Linked DNA regions of Rattus norvegicus: region 2 is linked to region 1. A link is a contact called in public Hi-C data. All regions are on one chromosome and are shown on one strand. Each heading gives the region's core, a stretch centred on a gene start, on an enhancer-like site or on the middle of the called end of the contact. The rest is flanking DNA. Distances are from core to core; before and after follow the strand shown. Region 1 holds the start of Map3k9 (mitogen-activated protein kinase kinase kinase 9). Region 2 overlaps LOC102552965 (a long non-coding RNA gene).

The links. A called contact is a pair of places that touch in the nucleus more often than the background predicts.
Region 2: a Hi-C map of liver shows a contact between it and region 1, with 3 times the contacts expected there. The contact joins the enhancer-like site here to the promoter of Map3k9 in region 1. A contact is called at or near these places in 10 of 12 Hi-C or Micro-C datasets (the A7r5 cell line, the Rat2 cell line, Schwann cells and 6 more).

The regions. Positions count from the first base shown.
Region 1 is chr6:107,216,707-107,221,352 of GRCr8, reverse strand. Map3k9 (mitogen-activated protein kinase kinase kinase 9) reads left to right here and starts at 1,292. Exons shown (of 11, transcript NM_001100872.1): 1 at 1,292-1,710. The coding sequence starts at 1,326.
Region 2 is chr6:107,852,253-107,857,028 of GRCr8, reverse strand. The region is part of intron 1 of LOC102552965 (a long non-coding RNA gene); the gene reads left to right. Among named protein-coding and RNA genes, the nearest start is that of Rgs6, 140 kb to the left of the region's middle. Within about 2 kb of position 1,613, at least 5 of the 93 cell types and tissues checked have an H3K27ac peak or open chromatin away from gene starts, as enhancers often do. A contact at or near this core is called in liver, where this site is marked.

The sequences.
Region 1 (4,646 bases), core at 43-2,542:
ACTGACCCTCCCGAGAACTGAACGTGTTAGATCCTCCTATAAACTTGAACACGTTAGGGAATTTACTTCCGGGTCTCCATCCCCAGAGACTGTGAGAGGCCAGCCTGGGCTACCCAGTAAGATCTTGCTTCAAAACCACAAATGAACAAATAAACAATGAAACACTAATTCTTGCTAAACAAATCACATCTATTCCTGTCTTGGAAAAGGTTTGGTAGATACCATGGCTGTTTTGAAATATGGAAGCCATTGCTATGACAGGCTTCAAAGCATGTAAGAGAGGTTAAGGTCTTTTTGCTCTTCCTCAATCTTGGCGGGGGTGGGGTTGAGGGTGGGGGAGATAACAAAAGGACATAGCGTAGGTCAGCCCTTGCCCAAGAGTGGCAGGCAGCACCCGCCTTTACTCTGCTTTAGTCCTTGATGGGATCTGTGTAGCCTGTCACCAGGGTCCTAGATACAGCCAGCTCCACAAGGCAAGCGCAAACTAGCTGGTTCCGCACGACTCCCCTAGCCTGCGGAAGCACCACTAGGTGACCTCCCCTTTCGTAATTCTAATAACAATGGCCAGGAATCTCCTCTTACAAAGATGAACACAGTCTTCATTAAGGCCAGCAGAGCAATCGAAAGAGTTCTTCCATTTCAAGCCATAAGGTTCCGGAGTGTCAGTGTGCGTTGCGGCGGCAGGGTACATAGGCTGGTCCCCAGGGCTGACCAGGGGAACAGCAGATCCAAGAGCTTGGTCATCTGAACCAGGAACTGGCGCAGCCCGTAGGACCAACCGGCGCAGACAAAGACAGGGCTCTGCAGCCCTCTCGGACCCACACTCGGTCTCACCTTCGGGAGCCACCCAATGAGGCCTCAGCTATCCTCAGGAGACGGACAGCCGCTGCGGGCCAATGGGAGGACGGAGTGGCTGTGGAGGCGGGTCCATCCCGGAGGCCCTGCCCCCGGGTCCGCAGGGCTGGGGCGGAGCCAGATTCGCGTCAGGTGGTCCCGGGCGTGCGGGAGGCGGGGCGCATGGGGCGGGGCGGGGAGGGAGCGGCCAGCGGGCGGCGGGCACGGGCGGCACGAGCAGGTGGGAGCCGCCGAGGGGCGAGGCCGCCCGCGGGGGCGCCAGGCGGCGGGCACTGCACCGCGCCCCTGTCCGCGGTGCGCGCTCGCGGTGCGCACCGGGCGTCCTCGACTCTCGCGCGCCTACCCTGCTCCGGCCCTACCTGCGGCGGCCGTCCGGGGCGCGGAGCCCCCAGCGCTGCCGAGCCGCATGAACAATAGGCGGCGGCGGCTCCCGCGGGCGGCCGCCCCGCACCCTATGGACCGGCCGCTCCATGGAGTCCTCCAGATCGCTTCTCGGCTGCCTGGCGAGCGCCGCTGCGGCCCCGCCGGGGGAGGATGCCACCGGTGCTGGGGCCGAAGAGGAGGAAGACGAAGAGGAGGCGGCGGCCGAGCTGGGATCTCATGCCACGCTGCCCTACTGGACGGCTGTGTTCGAGTACGAGGCGGCAGGAGAGGACGAGCTGACCCTGCGGCTGGGCGATGTGGTAGAGGTGCTGTCCAAGGACTCTCAGGTGTCCGGCGATGAGGGCTGGTGGACCGGACAGCTGAACCAGCGGGTGGGCATCTTCCCCAGCAACTACGTGACCCCGCGCAGCGCCTTCTCCAGTCGCTGCCAGCCGGGCACGGAGGACCCCAGCTGCTACCCGCCCATTCAGCGTAAGAAGGCGGGCACCGGTACCCGGTGGGGACGGGAGGGTGAGGCCTAAGGGTGGGCGAGGAGCAGTCCCGGGGGGAGAGCGACTGGCCCGGGCATGGGTGGGCACCGGGACTACAGGGACTTTAGCTGGTGCTACCCAGAAGCTCTAGAGTCGCAGGCCCTGCCTGGAACACTGGGCTTCTTCACCTTCATCTGACTCGCGCAAGTAGCAACTCTTGAAACCCTAACCCGAGTCTCCTTACGTCCCAACCCCTTCCTCTCCCTCCTGTTCCCCTCCAGATCTAGAAGGGTTTTGGAGAGCAGGTGGTTACTGTCATCAGTAACCTTAGTTCCCTAATCAAGGACCCGGCGGACCTTTTCTGTCGCTTGTCTCCGCCTCTTAAAGGTATGTGTCCAGAGAGAAGTGGAGGTGTCTCCCGCTTGCCTGGGCAGGTTCACAAGTCCCGGAAGCATGTGTGAACTCAAGAGTCAGGTGCCTTTGAAATCTCGTGTTGATTTCTCGGGTTCTCATACTGTATCTCAAAGTTGTACCTGAGGAGTCTCGCCGAAGAATATGTTAGGAAAGGTGTGTAGGTGGGGGAGGGGGCAAAGTTATGAGTGGAGAAATGATTAGAGGGAGAAAGTATGTCTGTCCCTCGTGGGAGTTCAGGATCAGCAGGTACAGTGGCTAAGTCCTTGTCCCTTACAGTCATACTGTTCACACAACACATTTTTTTTTCACCCTAGATCCTTGCCTATATTTGGCATTGGCCAAATCTCAGGGGGGCCAGAACCAGGGTTCCCTCCCAGGCTCTTTCTCCCTGTGTCCTGGTTTTCACCAATTTCCCAGGAACCCTTTGTTCCATGCTCCTAAAGAAATGTTTCTCTCTCTCTCTCTCTCTCTCTCTCTCTCTTTTTTTTTTTTTTTGAGTTAAATTGCCATTGTAATTACTTAATCGCTTGTATATTCTTGGTTGTTGTAGAAGATGGGAGTCTCTCCAAGTGCAGTTGATAGCATTTAAGTGTTTCTGTAACTCCAGTTAGAAGGCCCTCGTACTATATACGGTAATAGTTTATTTCTCGTCTTATGTACTTTGCATCCTACTTGATTAAAATAAGAAGCCATTACAAATGGCTGACTTTGAGTGTTTAGTTTTAAATTTTCGCCTGTGATAGTTATTTGTTACTTTTACATGAACAATTAAGTTATTTTAAGATGATTTTGAAATACAATGACAGCTTCTTTTTTTTCTTCTTTGCCCTTTGGCCTTTTGACTGCCAAGTTATTCAGGTCTTTAGTTCCCCTTAGATATGTTCCCTTTCATTTGAGGTGTCTTGTTTTTATACATTTTGATGTTTATAATACCCAGAAATGGCAAATCACTTTAGATTGCTTTTGAGTGCTACATATTTTGGGCAATGCTGGTGAGACAGAGGGCAATGGAAGGCCCTGGCATGGTGTTTGGAATTGGCATTGGAGATAAATTTGACCATGAGTTGAAAGACATGAATAATCTGATATATTAGGAAATATGGTGTGTTTGCTTAGTTTTGGTTTTCTGAGAAAAGGTTTCTCCATTTTAGTGCTGGCTGACCTGGAACTCACTCTGTAGACCAGGCTAGCCTCAAGCTGAGAGATGTACCTGCCTCTGACTTCCAAGCGCTGGGGTTAAAGTTGTGCACCACTACCTGGCCACAGCATCCTCCAGATGAGAGTGGGTGGAGTTCTGCGATGCTGTTCTTAGGGACAGCTACAAGTTACAGGACGTTCGTGAGCAGCCTCTGTAGTTTCCTCAGCATCTTGTGCTCCTGACTGTCATAGCAGTCAGGAGCCAACATGACTTAAGTTAAAAGAACTTTTCCACTGAGTGCCAGTCATGTCAGCAGTGTGTTTCATTCAGAGCTGAATCTCCATGATGTGGCCAGGACTTGCCTGTTAGATGTCAGTACCTTGGGTAGTGTGGACTCCTGAATCTGGATCCCAGATGGGGGGACCTTGTGCTTGTGGGGAGAACACGCTGGAGGAGCTTGGCGTTGAAAGCTCTGGTGAGTTTCTAACTTCAGCTTCCTTGTAACTGAGTTCACAAAGCTCAGGTCTAAAGCTCGTTCCTGTAGTTTCCTAGTTTGAAATAGTTGGTGAGCGGTGACTGCTAGGGACCAAGGGATAAAGGGATTAAAAGGATGGTAGGAGCTCAGACTAGTTAAGTAAACACAGAATTTCAGCCAGCGCTCTGAAAGACAGGAGTCTTGTACCTGCTTGAGTTTGTGTGACTCAGAAAATAAAGATGATTGACAAACCTTGCCTCCCAGGACTTGGAGTAGTAAGGCCACTGACAACACTTCCCCAGAGCTGCCCTTTTGAACTTCCCCTCTGGGGCTTGCAACCTTGATAGGTTCAGAGCTGCGAATGGAATACCTAAGTCTAGTCAAGCAGGGAGATTCAGGCTTGGGTTTACAGAAGTTTTTGCATCAAGCTTTATTCAGAACAGAAAGGAAAACTAATCTTTTATCCAAGAAAAATACTCTTTTATTTTATACTTTTTATTTACATTTAGAATGCTATTCCCTTTCCCAGTTTCCTATCCATAGCCCCCATATCCCATCTCCCTTTCCCCTGCTTCTATGAGGGTGTCTCCCACCCATCCACTCACCCCTTTCCACCTCCCCGCCCTGACAGTCCCCTACACTGGGGCATCGAACCTTGGCAGGACCAAGGGCTTCTTCTCCCATTAATACCCAACAAGGCCATCCTCTGCTACATATGCAGCTGGAGCCATGGGTCTGTCCATGTGTACTCTTTGGATGGTGGTTTAGTCTCTGGGAGCTCTGGTTGGTTGGTATTGTTGTTCTTATCGGGTTGCAAACCCCTTTAGCTCCTTTAATCCTTTCTCTAACTCCTCCAATGGGGACCCCGTTCTCAGTTCAATGGTTGTCTGCGAGCATCCGCCTCTGTATT
Region 2 (4,776 bases), core at 364-2,863, 640 kb before region 1:
GAAGTCGGGACAGGAACTCAAAACAGGGCGGGAACCTGAAGCCAGGAGCCGATGCAGAGGCCATGAAGAGGTGCACACTTAAAGCAAGCTCACTGGCTTGCCTCACAGGGCTTGCTTAGCTTACTTTCTTATAGAACCACCATCCCAAGGATGGGTCCTCACCCACTGATCACTAATTAAGAAAATTCCTTACCACAGATCGTAATGGAGGATGACAGACACATCAGATCTTCCCAGAGTTTGCTACAATAGGCAGCCATTGAGAATCCTGGCCTCCAGGAGAAAGGAGACTTGGGCTGAATGTCAATGGCCTTACCCTCTCGGTCTCTGCTGGTGGTAAACTATAATATGGAGACCAGGCTGGTGAGAAGTCAGGAGAGGGTGCTCATCAGTGGATGAGCTGTAGGCCACTGACCTCCAAGACAAGAGCTAGAAACTGACTCCACTGTCCAGTCCCAAAGTTCAAAAAGGCCTTGCCCCACCCCCTCCGCCATGACAGCATTAGGGACAGGAGTAAGGGCCTCCAGGGAGATCAGTGTTTCCCTGTGCTGCCTATGACTCCAGCTGACATTTCTGGCGTTCTGACCCTGATGGGGGATTTAGTGCCAGTGAGAATGGAGCTGTCCTAAGGAGAATGAGGTTTTGTTTTAAGAGAAGGCTTCTGATTCCCCTTTGTTTGACAAGGTGTAGGAAAGCAGTCTGGCAGATCTGCACCTACTTGTCAAGAACACTGGCATTTCCCACCTAGCCTGTGGGAGCCTTGAAAAACCCAGCCAACCACCTGATAGAAGAACCCAGGGAAGAGCTTCAAGAACATGCAGATGGGGGCAGCGGGGATGGGCAGCTGAGCCCAGACTACTGCTCCCACCAAAGCCCCAGGAATGGGTGTCATCCTGAACTCTCCAAACCAGCCTGGTTGCCAGTGACTGAAGGCCCTAGGAGAGCCCACATGGAGCAGAACAAACACACAGCTGAGAAAAGCCCAAATCTCTGGCCCACAAAATGGTCAATAAACTGGAGGTTGGGTTTTTTGGTTTTTTTTTAAGTGATTAATTATGCAGTAGATTACATGGTCCTAGGTATCTGGACCCTGGGCTGGAGGAAGAGGACCCCATGGGACCCTTCTGTGGAGTGTTGGCAGGCAGGTAGAAGCATCTGGACTCATGCTGGGGTTTACCCTTGAGAACTGGGTTTGTTATGTTTCTCTCGGTCGGTCATCTGTTGCTTTAGCAAGCAGACTGCCAGGACCTTGGGCCTGGTGTTCTGACAGATGGGCTGAGAAGTATAAACTAGAAACTCTCTTTGTATTTAGAATTGCTGAGAACAGGGACCCACGTTGAAATCGTGGTCCTCACCTGTTCACTGACGTGCAGTGCCCGTAGCGGGATGTTGCAGTTACATAGATGAGAGGGGATTGATTCAAAGAACAAAATTAATGTTGTGGTTTAGTCTAAGATATCATGTATACTATTTATAGTTGGTTTTGAAACAGATTTTTGGTTAGCTTCCATCAAGCTTCTTCGTTTAGAAAAAGAAACACAGGGCATAGCTTAGGCAGGGCTGAGAATTGGCAAGGCACTAAGCAAACGATTGCTTAGGGGAGGCCCTGGCCTCGTGATCTGATGGCAAACCAGAGAGGTTTCTCAAGCCCAGTAATGCTTGCCTGCTGTGTTCAACAGTGTTACGTGCATGTGACACACACTAGGCTATGCTGTGCTGAACTAAATTGCGTGGTATAGCAATTTACAATCCAAAAGTCAGATACTAGTCTTCATTGGGTGGTCTTTCTGAACACCCTCCTCTAGCCCTCCCTCTCCCCCAATCACCTTGTCCATGATGGCTGGCTCTCTCCTTTAAGGTATCCCTCTTACCAAAGCTCCCCCCAGCGTTTTCAGGGGAAGCCTCTCCTCCCCTTTAAGGCCCCATCATGTTGTCTCTAATACCGTTATGACAAGTCCCTTCCCCTCTCTTCATAGAGCTCATTTTCCAATGGTGGCTATGTGGCAGAGCCTTCCCAAAGCCAACCCCCACTCTCTCATTTCTAACAGGAACCCAAGCCTCCATGACCTCCAGGTCTGTCCTGAAATTGGACAGGAAGGTCTTTCTCTGAAATGAAGTGCAAGTGGGGAACACCGGCTGTCAGAGACAGCATCACTTTAAACCAACTCCCACCAGATGTCGCTAACTCCCAGTCCTCTAATATTTAGGGATGGTCTCCATCTGAGTGTCTGTCTCTTCACCCCCACGATGACCATCCAACGGCATCGATACTGTCCATTTAGGTTCCGCACAACCAGGATGTGCAAGGGAGAATGTGGTTTGGCAATGGTTCTGGTACCACAGGCCAGGCTTTCACTCTGCTCTGTGTTCATTTGCTACCTGCTGGAAGTGATTTGACCTCTCAAAGCCTCAGCTTCTATAAATGGGGACATCCATAGACCTCATCCTGCCACAGGGCTGCTGTGAGAGCTCGTGGGATAATATGCGTAGGTGGGTTTACCCTTAATACACGCTGTGTAGGGTTATTTCACGATGGTGAACTCAGAAACCATGATGCTGCGGCAAGAGTTGGGGAGATTGTGACGCTTTGTTCTGGTGATAACATTTAGATAGAACCGCTATCCCCAAGGTTTCCATGATTGTCACCTGGGAAGATAGGGTTGATTATGTGGGTATAGTGTGAAGCGATGGTCTTGGAAAAATTCAAGGGATTTTTCTCAAAATCAAAAGGGCTTAACAAAATAAATCAGGGCCTGAGAAAACGGCTCAGCCGAATTCAATCCACAGAGTCCAGGTTGTGGACTGTGCTTATCATTCCAGCCTAGGGACGGGGAGACAGGAGCATCCTGGGGTCGGGGGCCTCACAGCCTACTTCGTGAGCTCTAGAGCAGTAAGAGACGGGCACTAATCAATCAATCAATCAATCAATCAATCAGTAAATAAGTGGTGATCAGCACCTAAGGAATGACAGACACCCAAGGTTAATAACCTCTGACCGTCACCTTCATGCACATAGATATGTGCACACACCAACACACATTTGTACATATATGGATGTACACACACACACACACACACACACACACACACACACACAATCAGCAGGTACCTCAGGCAGGGGTGAGCTTCCATCACTGGACATCTCCCAACACAGGTGGCTGGACATGGGGCAGGTCAGTAAAGAGCTAATGAAATCAGACCGGGCAGAACTGAGTGAACTGAATCTTTTAAAGTCCTAATTCCGTCTCATGATTCTAAGGTTTAGGAGAGATGAGGTTCATTGAAGAGAGGAAATGGTATCTCGGTCAACTGGCTTCAAGGCTGACCCTTGACGCCCAAGCTCAGAGACTACCCTAAATCCATCGACCTTGGAAACAAAACTCTAGCTGCTGTACCTTTAATCCACTGATCTTGATATTTGCCTCTAGGGCTACAGAGGTCAAGGCTGGATTGCCTTTCACAGCGAAACCATTAAACGCAGTGAGCAAGGAAGCCTATGCCTACACCTTCTCCTCCCCCAACAGTCCACCCTCACCACCTGTCCACCCAGCCTGGCTCCTACAATGGCCGCTGCCTCATGTATAGCACTTGCTAAATAGGCATGAGATGTGCCTACACTGGGTTTATCGTTGCCCCAACAGAGTTGGGTAAGCATATTGTCTAAAATTGCAATGGTTAACCTTCATTCTTAGAATACTCGTAAGCATTTTAGAAAAGTTACCAGGTCAGTTACAAACCCATCCTACCTTGCCACAGAGGCAAATAACCAAAGAACCACCTCCCCGCAACTATTGGTAGAGTCTAGTTTGCTATTTAAGTTGAAATAAAACTTACTTATCCATATTCTCTGAGGATTGTACTCCCAGGAACTCAGGCTTGGGAAGGTCAGTGTGTATTTACCTGTTTCATGTGATGGCTTGGGACAGGAAATGGCTTCCCTGGGTTTGTTAGTGCGATGTGTATTCTTGACAGTTCCCTGAGAGTCCTACAGCACATCCCTCTGGAGCCACTTATGCTTGCAAAGGAAGTCTGATATTACTGTTATAGTCACTGTGGGATTCCCTTCTTGGATGTTGAATTAGGAAAAGCCTAGGAGGGCTGTGGCTGGCAGTGTGCACTAGAGACCCTCAGCATGCTAACACGATCTCAGCTGCATGGAAAGGTGGGCTGCTGAAAGGAAGAGGAAACACGGGTGCAGCAGCAGGATGTGTGGGCACACTTATCTAGGGACGCCCAGAGCTATTGGGGGGGGGGTCACTTGGGTTGAACATGGGTCATGAGAAGTCCACAATGAAGGGTAAGATGAGCGGGAAATGTTTAGAGGCAGGGCTGTGAAGGCTCGCAGAAGTGCGGAAGAGGCGTAATAATACAGGCTCACAGGGTAATGGAAGGAAACCAGAGAGGTGCATGCTCACAGGACTGAAAGCTAGTGTGGCAAAGGGTAGAATGAGGGATAATGGGAGAAGGGGAAGGTGAGTTCATTTGGGTCTGTGCTGACTCACACTCACAAAGGCAAGATGGACAGTGTCTGAAGTCAAAGGATGTGGATCGGGAAGGGCATACTCCAATGGGTCCAGGAAGAACAATGCAAAGAGCCACAAAGGACCAGGGCTGTAGGGATGATTAGCATCTCCATAAAGACAGCCAGTGCATAACCTCAGTCTCTGAGCTTAAACTTTGTGTAGCGGATACAGAGGGTAAACAATGCCTTCCCTCTCTTTCTCCTCTCTGGCCAGAGGCAAAGGAAATGGGCTATTACTGGACAGAGGGAACATT